2 separate regions of the Sus scrofa genome follow, and region 1 is linked to region 2. The links are chromatin contacts, called in public HiChIP or PLAC-seq maps. All regions are on one chromosome and are shown on one strand. Each heading gives the region's core, a stretch centred on a gene start, on an enhancer-like site or on the middle of the called end of the contact. The rest is flanking DNA. Distances are from core to core; before and after follow the strand shown.

Region 1 (6,970 bases), core at 1,399-3,898, 230 kb after region 2:
AGCCTGTACGGCGGCTGAAGCGGCAATGTTGAGGCCTCGCTTCCCAAAGCTGAGCACTGTCTCGTAGCTGCGCTCCTTGGCCTGCACGATGTAGGTGTCGATCTCCTATGGCCATGGGGGAAGGGACGTCAGGCTGACAGCCTGAGACCCTGAGAAGCCAGCAGGCAGCATGCCTCCCAGCCCTGCAACTTGCAGAGCACAGGACTCCCTACCCACCTACTGGCTCATGCACCTCAGTGCACGGCCCTGCCCCAGGTCCCCCCCCCCGCCACCAAATCCACCATCCCCAAACCACCCCCAGCTGGTGTTTCACACCCTCAAAAGGTCATTCACGTGTGCCCCCGTCTGCTAATCCCAGAAGAGGAAAAAGGCTAAAAGTCCTAGACATGGGACCATGTCAAGGTCCCACAGCTAAACAGCAGCAGGACTGGGACTACAGCCCAGTAATGTCTTGAACCCTGAGGCCAGGGCTCTTTCCTTCACACCCGCCCCCATGCTGCCCATCCTGCCTCCCTCCAGGGTACCTTCTCATGGCGAGACAAGGATGGGTGGACGAACTTGCGGTAAAGCAGGCTGGCCCCCTTGGTGTAGGGGGAAAGCAGCCACAGCACGAAGGCCATCTTGATCTCGTAGTAGAAAGGGAACCTGTCAGAGCAAAGGGGGTGAGGCCAGCCGGGGAGCCAGGCCAGGGAAGGCGGCTCCTCCCCACAGCCCACCTAACCCCTGCCTCCATACCAGGAAACAAAGATGTCTGTGAAGGTCTCCACCGCCATGAAGAGCGCAAAGACGATCCAGTACATCATCCACCGGACCTGGGGGCAGGGTGGGGGAGATGGCAGAGAGGTCAGAAGCCGGCAGCTGAGCCTGCAGTGCCAACTCCCCTGTCCCAGGCTGACCCGGCCCGGAGATTCCAGAAAGCCTGTCCCACGGCATTCCCCTGGCACCTGGCTGCCCTTAGAGAGTTACCTCTGAGAAACTGCCACTCATTCCTGTACCCACCCCCAACAGGCTTCACCCACAAGATTCTGCAAGGAACCCCAATAGCCCACCCTCCATCTACACCCACTCTGTTCCAGGATATGCCACCAGATTATAGGCCTCTGAGCTGGAGACCAGCTCAGACCCCTCCCACTTCACCAAATCCCACCACACCCCCTACGGCTGCTGTCCCCGCACCTGAGCCAAGCCCTCTTGCCCACTCCCACACTCACATATTCACGAATGTTCTTAGTCTTCACAGCCTTGTAGGAAGCATACGCTGGGTACAGCATCCCAAACACCAGCCTGAAGAGCAGCCCCCAAAGCAGAAAAGGCATGTGAGGGGCAGCACTCCCCACCCTGCTGCCAGGTGGCCACTCCCCCCTGGGTTCAAGACTGCAGAGCCTGCCTTGTTCTTCCCGCTTGGCTTGCACAACCTGCACCTGAGTCAGTGCCCTGGAGGCCGCCTCCCCACCCGCTGTTTACAAACATCCCAAGCCTGCCCAGGCCTGCAGGAACGGCCCATCCATGGGTGCGTGATGCAGTGAGAGTGCACACAGCTACTCCACAGGATGGGTGGGAGGCAGGCTTCTGAGCAGTGAGGGTGGCAGGCTGTTCCCTCCCATGGATGTGCAATCAAGCCCAGGGCCACCAGACCTGGCACTGGCAGGCTGCAGACAGGGATAGCTGAGCCAGGTGCTAGAGTACTGAAAGGTGATGAGTAGGACAGAGTGGGCAGGCTGAGGCCAGCGTGGTGAGTCACGTGACTGACTGCTCAGATGGGAAGCAAGCACCTGGATTCTCCACCCGCAAAGGTGCCACAACATCTTGTGTTTGCCAGGGGGCCCCTGGCTGGCCTGTGGTCCTCTGTCCCATGCACCTGGCTGCAGCGAGTGTGTGAATGCAAAGGGTCGCCATCAGCCAAGTAGGCTTGAGGGTTGGGGGACAAGCAGCCCCGCAGATCCGTTAACCCTTTCGGTGAGTGCTGAGGGGAGGGGAGAGGTGTGAGGGAGCTCAGCAAGCCCCCTTTCCCGCCAGACATTGCCAGCTTTCACCCAAGGGGCGGGCGGGCTGGCACCAGGGACAGAGGGAGTATGAGAGGGGCGGTACTCACACCACCAGACGACAGATCATCCAGGACACCATCCTGCAGCTTCAATCAAGAACGAAGGGAGATCTCTCCGGGAAGACCCCCAGACGGACGCTCACGCCAGCGCTGGAATGAGATTAAGAGTGAAGGTGTGCGAACCACAGGGGCACTCGGGCTGCCCCTGGACGGAGGCAGAGCCCTGCTGCCCACTAACTCCGCAGTGCGGGAAGCCTGAAGAATTGGGAGACCAGAGGGCCGGGACAGGCAGGAACCGACTTGGGAACCAGTACCGGCCGACGTGCTCTTCCGCCCGGCCTCGCCGTTCCCGCAGTTACCGCTCCGACCTGCACTTCCTGCCGCGGGGAACCAGGCGTTCGGCCCTTGCTGGGGCGCTGCGGCTTCCGGGCCGGGGGCGGCTGGTCGCAGCCTGGGCTCGTGCAGGTCCCCGCGGTCAGGACACCGGCACCGGCCTCGGGGCGGGGTTTGCAACTCACTTGAAAGTTGCACGGAACTGGGCTCTGCCCAACCCCAGGTCTCCAGCGCTGGGCGCAGGCGCAGTGCGGCCCCGGAGGGGGCGGGACGAGGTCGGGAGGCGAGGTGCCTGGCCCTTAAAGTGGCGATGCGCCTCGGACTCGCAGATGGGGCTGGAGGTTGAGCAGCCCTCGGACTGGGAAAGATTTGGGGGTGGGAAGCGGCAACGAAAAGGTGAAACAGAAAGAAATGAAGGAAACTTGGAGTCCAGAGTTTTCGTGGCTCTTCACTAGCCCCCTACTTTTGCCTCGTTTTTCCCCTCTGTAAAATGGGCCTGAGATGTGTGGAGGTCCCCCTTTAGAGGCTCAGGCACAAGTGGGAGGGAGGTTTGGCAGAGAGCCAGCAAATCTGGTTTTAGAGCGCTAGGTCAGGAGGTGGGTAAGTGCCTCAAAGATGCTGAGGTGCCAGAGAGGGAAAACCGGGAGCAGGTGGAGAGGGAACCCGAGAGACTCAGCATCCCGTCCCACTCACCCTGAAGAGTGGGCTTCCGGGGTGAACTGCACCCTGGGTTACCTTTCCAGGGCCCACATCCCTGGGCTGGCGGAATGGAGAGATTCTGGGTGGAGACCCCAGTGCCCAGTGCCCCCCATGTCTTCTTCTCCGGAAGTTTGAAATTCCATCAGTTTCTGTGAGTTAAGGGCACAAATATCCCTGGGAACGGAATAGTATCAACGACCACTGGTGTAGTGCATTTTTGAGGGCAGAGACTTGATCTTTACAAAGATTCCTCCCCTCCTTTTTTCGTCTTTTTTAGGAGGTTCCCAGGCTAGGGGTTGAATCAGAGCTCTAGCCACTGGCCTACACCACAGCCACAGCAACGTCAGATCCGAGCCACGACTCTCTCCATCTACACCACAGCTCATAGCAATGCCAGATCCTTAATCCACTGAGCAAGGCCAGGGATCGAACCTGCATACTAGTCAGATTCGTTTCCACTGAGCCATGAAGGGAGCTCCAAAAATTCCTTTTTTTTAACCGCTTAGGAAATAGATTCAATGGTGAAAAGTAACATGTCAAATAGCGTCTGATGGTGCTTGTTGCTGGGTGATAAATAAATGCTTGGCTTGACCAGTCTTATTCTGAGGCCAACCCCTGGAAAAGTTCCTCTAGGGAAAGGTGTGTATCTAGAAGAAGGCAGGTAGCTCAAAAGAGGAGGCAGATTTTGCTGCTTCTATCCCTTTCTGCATGGGGTTGCCTTTTTGTATGTGTGTGTTTTTTGCCTTTTCTAGGGCCGCTCCCACAGCATATGGAGGTTCCCAGGCTAGGGGTCTAATTGGAGCTGTAGCCGCCAGCCTACGCCAGAGCCACAGCAATGCAGAATCCGAGCCCTGTCTGTGACCTACACCACAGCTCATGGCAATGCCAGATCCTTAACCCACTGAGCGAGGCCAGGGATGGACCCGCAAACTAATGGTTCCTAGTCAGATTTGTTAACCACCGAGCCACGACGGGAACTCCGGGGTTGCCTTCTTTGTATCTCTTCTGCTAGGTGCTTCATTCCTGCCTCTGAAACTGGGGAGCCCAGCTTGCCCTCACCGTGCACAGCCTCCCCTCTGCCTCACGGGGCTGAAATGAGGGTGACAGCAGAGCTGCCCAGGGCTGTGGGGGTGGAAAACATGGGCAGTTATTACTTTTTATAAGAGCCATAGTTACCACCCACCATCTATCAAAAGGATGGATAGCTAAGGATGAAGGCCAGGGAAAGGAGGCTTCTTGGGGATAAATGCTCGGTGATTACACAGTCTTAATTATTATCATCCACTTTATTGGTGTTGCTGTGAGAGCTTGCAGTGAAACAAGCCCACAGGAGAAACTCTCCTGAGGCTCTGAGGCCTCCTTCTCCATCCAACCACCTTCTCACACTGGCCCTCGCTCCCACCTGAGACTGGAGGAACACGAACCACCAAGGGCTAGAATCCCCTCAGGGAGGTCCCGGCCCCCGTCCATCTCTAGGCCCATAGTAATGGAGGTGAAAAGTATCCTTGTCTCCTTGGGGCAGAAGGATGCAACTGACCTCTGGACACTCAGAAGGAGCAGGCAGCTGCAGAAGAGGGAAGGGACACCTATTCCTCTGGAAGTAAGGGTGCCTTGGACTTCCCGTTGTGGCTCAGCAGTAACAAACCCGACTAATATCCATGAGGATGTGGGTTCGATCCCCGGCCTTGATCAGTGGGTTAAGGATCCAGCGTTGCTGTGAGATGTGGTATAGGTCACAGATGCGGCTTGGATCTGGCATTGCTGTGGCTCTGGCGTAGGCCAGCAGCCGCAACTCCCATTTGACTCCTAGCATGGGAACCTCCATATGCCTCGGGTGTGGCCCTAATAAGAAAAAACAAACAAAAAAAGAAGTAAGGGTGCCTGGGTGGCTGTGTGCAGGTGAGCTTCAGGTCCTTTGGTACCTGCTGCAGAACTGCCCCTCCTCCCCTGCCTTTGATGCCTCCCAGAGGTCACAGGACCTCAGCATCACAGGCCTCTCTTTACCCCCATTCGCTGGTGAGGAGCCCCCCTGTGCCCACTATAAACCAACCCAGCTGGGACAGCTTTTCCCATGGATTCTCTTGGTCCCAATGACTGTGCTTAGAAAATCTAAGGGACAGGAGGTCAGAGATTTGCTGCTGGGAGCAGGGGTCAGCTTGGGGGGGCCTGAGGCTGACAGCTGAGGGCAGTCGCCCTCCTTGGCCTTGGCAGAGTGAGTGGACTCTGCCTCTCACGCCCTTTGGTCCTGAGCTGTTGACACAGCCACTGGGTTACACTGGGTTGCTAAGCAGCTCTCTGGACATACGGATGAACCGCCCCTGGCAGGTGACCAGGCAGGCATACAGCAAGCAGGCGCCATTTCCCATGCACAGAAAGCTGGGCTTTTGGGGTGGGGGAAAAAGCCTCTACCAAACCCTGGGAGGCGCCCTGGGGGGAGTGACACTCAGAGTGGTGTTTATCTTTCTACTGGGCGACAGAGTGCCAACGTGTCTGGGAGACTCAACCCGCTTTCCCTGGCAACCTCTCCCTGGCCCAGTGTGAGGGCCCATTCCCCATTTGAAACAGTGGGACACGCATTCCCAGGACAGTGTGACTGGAGGACCCGAGAGGTGTCGCTAAGCCAAGAGCACACGAATGCACTTTTAGAAGATGGAAACCCTGACACATCGCCTAGGAGACTAGTGGGCATCTGAGGCTAAAGGTAAAACATAGGGTACAGGGGCTCTGGGACCAAAGATGGGTGAGGAACCTTAACCCACAGAACAGCAGGTCTCCCCAAAGATCAACCTTCTCCTGGCCCATAAAGCAGCCTTCTTTCTCTAAGCCACTGCTGAATCTCCTAGAGTCCTACAACCAAAAAAAAAAAAAAAAAAAAAAACTTCGTTCTGTGCCAGACACACTATTCTAAAGATGTTACATATATTAACATCATGTAAAGCAAATGCATTCAAATCTCACAGGGAGCAGGATTATCCACATCTTCCAGATGAGGAAACTGAGATACAAATAGGCAGAGGAACGTGGTTGAGACCACCCGGCTAGTAAGTGGTGGAATCAGGCTTGGACAAATTAAGTTTTATTATCGACTTTACTGATGGAGAAGCTCAGCTCAGGGAAATCGGTCCACTTGCTTGACATCACACCAAGGGCGGAGAGTGGCAGAATGATGCACATTTGCCCAGCAGAGGGAGGTGGAGAGGAGGACGGCAGGCTTGTCCTTGGCCATGTTGGTTGAATTTGATGTGACCGAGGGACAGACTCCAGTGTCAGTGGGCCCCAAGTCTGTGATCTCCAGGAAGGAACATGACTGTGAGTCAGCCCCAGGTGGTAGAGACTCGTCACACTTGCCCAGCATCAGAGTGTCATCACCATGAACTTCTGACCCCAGCACCAGCTGACCTTGGGGTGCCTACTTACTCCTCAGAGGGAAGGGAGCAGGGAGGAAGGGGGTCGCTGGCTCCCTGCCAGCAGCAGGGTCAGACAACACAGCTCTGTTCCTAATGAAACGGGTGCTGCTGACCATCGCCATTGGACACCTGAGAGCCGTCAGCGGGGTGGGAACTTTTTATTTGAAGCAAGTGAATCAGGGTATGCCCCCAAGGGCCCCTGGGCATTCTGCCACCGGGAGGCCCTCACACAGTCTGGCCCCCCTGCCCCATGCCCTTCCCGCCAGCCTTGCATCCCAGAGCCAGCTGTTCCCAGTGTACAGCAGAGGGCAGCAGAAGCTTGGCTGTCAGGTGCCACTCCCGCAGGACCCTCACACCCTCACCCCTCCAGCACTCAGCTCCCACTGATAGGCAGTGCACCTAGGGGTGCACCTCTATGGTTTGGAGGGGTGCCAGGGCTGCCAAGATACACTTCAACCCAGGTCCATTCCTGGCACCTGCCCAGATG
Region 2 (6,732 bases), core at 1,937-4,436:
TCACCTCCAACTACCCCCTCCCCAGGAACTGCCTACCCCCCTGCCCCACCCCCGCCTCCAGCTGCTCCCCCTCCCCTTTCCCTCCATGTTTTTCTTACAAGTGAAGCCTCTCTCATCTTCCCTCCTTTCCCCTCCCATCCATCCGAGCAGGAAGCTTGGCATCCAGTTTGTGCTGCACGAGGCCAGCCACTGCCCACCCTGTAACCTCTGCTTTCCTTCTCACCCTCCTCCACCACCATCTCCCCTCCCCTGCTTCTGTCCTCCAGCCCCCAGAGCTGGGCTGCTTTTCCTCTGCCGGCCTCTATCTTCTCTTCCTCCTCCCATTCTCTCCTCCCTTGTGGGCCCCTTCGCCCCTTCCTTGATAGTTTCCTTGCTCTCAGAGCTCAGTACGTCTTAAACCTGCCCCTCACAGCCCCGGCTCACCTTGTCCCGCCCAAAGCGCCGCAGGAACCTGTAGGGCCATTCATACAGCTGGGTGCCTGGCTCAGGACCACCCCACAGCTCCAGGGCGCTCTCCCCAGTCCGCAGGGTATAGGATCCCCAGAGCCGGCACCTCTCACTGGCTTCTGTAGGCCTCATGGTCACAGCAAACTCCTTGCAGGGGACCGCTGGGGAGGAGGGGGAGCAGTTAATGGGAAACGGCTGGCCTGTCTCACCTCTGCCCTGCTCTAAATAGCGCGCCAGCTTTCCAGAAAAGGTATGACCCATATCCCCAGGACCCTGCAGCCAAGGTCCCAAAAGCTGTGCTGCTCTGTGCCAGGTCATACTCCCCAAAATACCAGGTACCTCCACCCCTCCCCCCCAGGAGACATCACACCCTAGCCACATGCACCCTGACCTCGTGCCACTTCCTTCCGGCCCCTGTCGCCAGAGCCAAAGCCTTGTCTCCTCCATCTCATCTCTGCCCCCACCCAGCCGCCTCCCCAATCCCTGCAGTCACGGCTGCAGGTGCAGCCAACCCTGCCCGCCCAGCCCTCGGCCCACCCTCCTCCTACCGATGCCATCAGGTGCCCTCCGAGGCTAGGAGCCCGGATGTCTCCCCAGCCCCCAGTCCACCTGCTCTCCACACACACCCATCCAGAGGGCAGGAGGGGGACTGCCTTGTCAGCCAAAAGCTCCCTTGTCCCAGGACACCTTAATCCACGGGAAGAAAACCATTCTTTTTACAGTCAATTGCTCAGTGCCCACAAGAGAGAGTTCAAGAGCAGCACCTTCACCCAGACCCTCCGGCTGGGCCTTTCCCAGCAGCAGGGCCTGGACAAGAGGGAGCGGACTGCAGGTGAAGAGCTGACATGCATGCTGGCCAGCCTCCCCCACCACAGGCCAGGCCGGAAGCGATGCTGATAAGGGGCTGGCCAGGGCCAGGGGCAACCACAAGGCAGGAAGACTCCGCTGGCAGTCAGCCAGCCTGCACTGCCTCCCCAGTACGCCCTGGGGAGAGCACCCACGGAAAAGAGGCAGCCCCCCACCTCACCTGTGGTCGTGCTGCTGTACAGTTCATTCTCCTCCATGCGGGGCCGGCTGCCCTTTCCCTCCTGGCCTAACAGCTCCTTCCTCGGGCCCTGGGGAGGAAACCCAAGGCTCACCACCATCACCAACCCCAAGCCCTACCTCTGGCCCAGCTTTCTTTCAAAACACACTCAACCAGCTACCCCCTATTCTGACTCGGGATGCTTCCTCCCCCACCCCAGCATCTTGACCTTGGCCCTTCCAACACTGGCCCAGAGCAAGCATCAAGTGCCCCCACGCCTTTCCGCAGCCCTGGACGACTCACCGGGAAGGCCAGGAGGCAGATGGCCTGTATCCAGTCGCCACGCTCTGTGGTTGGGGCCGCCAGCAGGTACAGGCGCTCTGTGGTCTCCAGGAAGAAGGCGCTGGTGTCCCGGGGGCTGCTGGCCTCCCCACCAGCCTCGGCCACCCGCAGGCAGTCACTGAGACGGATGACCCTCCGGGGGGGCTCTCCCCGGCGAGGCTTCTCCGGGCCCTCCTGGAGCTCCAGCCGGGCCAGGGCACAGCCCGACCCTCCGTACAGCACAGCCCCGAACCGGCGCCATTTCTGCCCCCAGATGGGGAGACGGAGAGACGGTGACCAGAGGGGAGAGGAGGGCCCAAGGGAGACGGAGGTGAGGATCACAGGAGACCCAAGGAGGCAGGGAGCCTAACGGAGGCCTTGGGAATTAGGAAGCATTGGAGATCCACCCCCAAGCAACCCAGAAGGAGGCCTGTGAGGACAGCGGAGAAGATGCTAAAGGTAGAAAAGGCACAGTGGAGAGCCCCGTGGAGGCAGACTGCAGGGAGGCCCGGCAGGCCCAACCCAGGGGATCCGAGTCACCAGGCAGAAAGCCTGTGCGTCTTGAGGCCCAGAAGGATGGCCCAGACTGGGGCCCATCATTCTGGTTCTGTGTGAGGCCTCATGGAAGGCACCTGTCCCCAGGAACGTCAGCTGACCCTCCTGAACCCTCCCGCCCCATCCCCTGACAAGTCAGGCCATGAGAGAGACAGACGGACGGAGAGGAGCCCTGGGGTGGGTCAGCTGAAGGAAGGAGCACTTCCTCATTCAAGGAGGCCAAGGAGGGGAAAGGAATCAGGACACCACGGGGCCCTGGCTCCCAGAGACCAAGCTCAAGCTCACAGGCCAAACGCACCCCACTGGGGCAGGAAAAAAGGAAGGAACTCCCACTGCAATCCCAAATGATCCCCTCTGCCATTCCCTCCATCCCCTCCCAAGGTGCCCTGGTGAGAAGTTGCCACAGGGCAAGAAAGGCAAGAAACAGAGCCAGAGCCCCTCCCCCCACTCCTCCCCACCCCCACCCCGGGTCAGCAGCCGTCAGCAAGAGCAGAGTCTGGGGCCTGGTCAGGGAGGTCAGCAGCTGCTGAGGAAAGAGCCCTCTCAAGCTTGTGCTCTGGGCCTGAGGCGGTTGATGGCACAGTCCCTGGCATCTCCTAAGGGTTCTGGAACATTCCAGGGTCTCCTCTCCTCCCCGGGAGAGTCTAGCGAAGCCCCAGCCTCTCGGCCCAGCCCCAGCCCAGCCCAGTCCAGCTCTTCCTACCTTCCCGAAAGTCTGCTGCTGCTGAAGGTACAGGAAGCCCTGCTTCACCACGTCCTCCATCCTCCCACCATCCCCGGCCCTGAGCCTCAGCGCTCCTTCCACTCCCGCCCTCTTTCTCTCCTCACTGCCCTATGTTCCCCCTTCTCTCAAGTTCATTTCCTCTCTGCCTAGAGTATTCTGCACTATTCTAGTCTGCTTGATGACGACAAGCTGATAGGCCCTGTGGTTTCTTGCTGTGTGTGTGTGTGTTTTCTTTTTGATGAGTGAGTTTCACACTCAAGCTTCCTGCATTTTTCAGTGAGTAAGACAGCATTTCCAAAAAGCCAAATTCCATTGCTTCAGTGAGCAACAACTCAGGTACAGAACCTGGCATGGAGAGTCACCACCACAGAGTGGCTGACCCACTGGAACAGAGACCCACTGGAACAGAGACCCAGAAGAAATTTGACAGTAAAACCAGTCACCAAGGCCCCCTCGCCCCAAGCTGAATGCTTAGCATGACAAAACAAGGTCAGAACCATAGAAATCAACCAGTCCAACTCCCTCATTTAAAAATGAGGAAACGTGGAGTTCCCGTCGTGGCGCAGTGGTTAACGAATCCGACTAGGAACCATGAGGTTGCGGGTTCGGTCCCTGCCCTTGCTCAGTGGGCTAACGATCCGGCGTTGCCGTGAGCTGTGGTGTAGGTTGCAGACGCGGCTCGGATCCCGCGTTGCTGTGGCTCTGGCGTAGGCCAGTGGCTACAGCTCTGATTCAACCCCTAGCCTGGGAACCTCCATATGCCGCGGGAGCGGCCCAAGAAATAGCAACAACAACAACAAAAAGAAAAAAAAAAAAAATGAGGAAACGTGAAGTTCCCTGGTGGCTCAGTGGGTTAAGGACCTGTCATTGTCACTGCCGTGGTATGAGTTCAGACCCTGGCCCCAGGAACTTCCACATGCCAGGGACATGGCCAATAAATAAATAAATAAATAAATAAATAAAAATGAGGACACTGAGGTTCAGGAAGGTCTGAGGGACAGATCCAAGGCCACCAAACCGGAACCCAGGTCTCTCAACCCAGGAGGAGCTGAGCACACACACGCCCAGCACCGTGGACGAAATCACCTCACCACTTTCACACACTCTGCTGCAATGGTTTCACTCTGTGGGGAGCACTCCCTGCCCCCACCATGGTGACACACACGTACACCACCTCCATGAGATTATAGAAACATGAACGTTCCCACACGCTATGCTCCCCAAGCATATCTCAACTGCTGGAGTTCACCATCTTTCCAGCTTTTGTGAGCATTATAAAGACAACTGAGTTCCAGAGTTCCCGTTGTGGCTCAGCAGGTTTAGAACCCAACTAATATCTATGAGGATTTGGATTCGATCCCTGGCCTCACTCAGTGTGGTAAGGATCCGGAGTTATCTCCGGCTGCAGTGTAGGTCACAGACACAGCTTGGATCCCATGTCACTGTAGCTGTGGTGTAGGCTGGCAGTTGCAGCTCCAATTCGACCCCTAGCCTGGGAACTTCCATATGTTGTGGGTACGGCCCTAAAAAGACAAAAAAAAAAAGACAACTGAGTTCCAGTCAGTTGGAGATTATCTTTCTAGGTTAAAACAGTAACCTCTTATACTTATATTTAAAAAAAAAAAAAAAAAAAAAAAAAGAACTTCCCATCGTGGCGCAGTGGTTAACGAATCCAACTAGGAACCATGAGGTTGCGGGTTCAGTCCCTGCCCTTGCTCAGTGGGTTAAGGATCCGGCGTTACCATGAGCTGTGGTGTAGGTTGCAGACGTGGCTCGGATCCCGCGTTTTGCTGTGGCTCTGGTGTAGGCCGGTGGCTACAGCTCTGATTTGACCCCTAGCCTGGGAACCTCCATATGCTGTGGGAGCGGCCCAGGAAATAGCAAAAAGACAAAAAAAAAAAAAAAAAAAAAAAGCTCCATAGTTATCAAAAGTGCCTTATACTTACTAAAGGTTTCGGGCACCAGGCACACTATCCCTGGAAGAAGGAAGGGCAGGTATAAACACACCTGTTTGAGACCCTCCTGAGGTCACAGAGGCAGAGGAGGAAGTAGCAGGGTATCTGATCTTGAATTCGGCGATCTTCTTATTGCTCACCCCTAAGTGGAATCCACATTTCATGCAAGGAGATACATTGCTTTGGAGAAATCTAAGCTCCCCAAAGAATATTTAACTTAGAGCCAGATGGTTTAGAGAAGCAATGATGGAGGCATGGTGCCGAAATGTTGGGGGAACCAGAGAATTAGACCAGCACTCTGGGGTAACCCCATAATGGGTGCTTATGTAAACAAGCTGTTTCCTTTACCGTGGGGGTTCAGTTGCCTTGGGAAGGAAACCAGAGGAGTGCACTGCTCAGGCCTCTGCCGTACATGCCATGCGCTTTACCAAAACAGCTCTAAGAGACCAATGTCATGAGCTCTGGGAGCAGAGGGCAGAGTCACGTAAAGCTCTCGGCACTCAGCACTGCTGCCTGGATTTGATCAGGTGGATTCAGAGACCAATGGGTAGCCAGGGATGCTGGTGTGGGAAAAACTCCTTGGGAAGTGGTTAGGAGTATGGAAATGGATGGCCTATTTCATTTTTCTCGTCCTGAAGGAGAGACAACATCACATGGGAGCTGCATGGTTTGCGGGCCGACTCAGCATCTCCTTACAGAGGAAGATGAAAAGGGCTTTGGAGTTCCCACTGTGGCAAAGCGGGTTAAGGCTCACCATTGTCTCCGGCAGTGTGGGTTTTATCCCCAGCATGGCACAGTTGGTTAAGGATCTGGTGTTGCCACAGCTGTGGTGTAGGTCATAGCTGTAGCTTAGATTCAATCCCTTCCATATTGCTGCAGGAGCAGCAACAAAAGAGAAGAAAAGGGCGTTCTGGGCCATCCTGGGGACTGCCAGAGAAGTGCCTTTCAAACTTTAATGTGAAGCTATTGTTAAAAGTGCAGATTCTGATGCAGCAGGTCTAGACTGCGACCTGTGATGCTGATGTTGCTGGTGTGGACCAGACCTGTCTCTGAGTAGCAAGAAAACAGGATGCTCCTCCCTACCACTCTGGTCGCCTTCCCAGATGGTAAACTGGACACTTTCCACTCAGAACCACAGGGGGGCACCCGAGCATGCCAGATCACTTGGGAACTGTTAATAAACCTGGAGGGCTGAGCCCCAGGTGTTTCAGACACCCGCTAGCCATCCCTTGCCTGTGGTAGCCAGAAATGTTCTCTTCCTGTGGCTGGGGTCCGCAACAGGAGCGAACTCGGAGCAACACCCACTTTTCCTGGCAGGATTTGTGGGAATCCTACAGTGGAAGTACTGACCCCAGGACGTTCTGCTTGGCTGCAAGCAAACCCTGTGAGCCAGGCAAACCCAGAAGACATAGCTCCAAGACACACCAGAGGGGCAGAGAACCAGAGGCCAGTAGGTTACCCAGGTACCAATAATAGCAAGAGAAAGCAGCATAAAGGAAAAGGTCTCAGGGGTTTACATGGAGGCACAGGTGGGGGAGGAGGTGCCCCGTGGCTTCTCATTTGTGCATCAGTATGAGCCATTAGGGTCCTTTCCTTTACAATGGTTTCTCACAGCAGGAGCTGAGAACACGGATCAGGAGACTCTGGGAATTTTGCAACTTTTTGTTACTAGTCTCACCAGAGATTAACAACTAAATTCTTAATAC

The links. HiChIP or PLAC-seq counts read pairs in DNA pulled down with a chosen protein or histone mark.
Region 1: a contact with region 2 is called in an H3K27ac HiChIP or PLAC-seq map of alveolar macrophages. The contact joins the promoter of REEP4 here to the promoter of DOK2 in region 2. A contact is called at or near these places in 1 of 5 promoter capture datasets (liver), 3 of 47 Hi-C or Micro-C datasets (embryonic fibroblasts, heart right ventricle and liver) and 1 of 2 datasets of contacts at active chromatin or transcription factors (alveolar macrophages).

The regions. Positions count from the first base shown.
Region 1 is chr14:6,412,964-6,419,933 of Sscrofa11.1, forward strand. REEP4 (receptor expression-enhancing protein 4) reads right to left here and starts at 2,649. Exons shown (of 9, transcript XM_001927617.5): 1 at 2,563-2,649; 2 at 2,093-2,194; 3 at 1,212-1,284; 4 at 736-812; 5 at 525-645; 6 at 1-105. The coding sequence starts at 2,124. It overlaps LGI3 (leucine-rich repeat LGI family member 3), which reads right to left. Exons shown (of 8, transcript XM_003132797.4): 8 at 6,137-6,970.
Region 2 is chr14:6,177,709-6,184,440 of Sscrofa11.1, forward strand. DOK2 (docking protein 2) reads right to left here and starts at 3,187. Exons shown (of 6, transcript NM_001185102.1): 1 at 3,051-3,187; 2 at 1,775-2,056; 3 at 1,475-1,562; 4 at 424-608. The coding sequence starts at 3,110.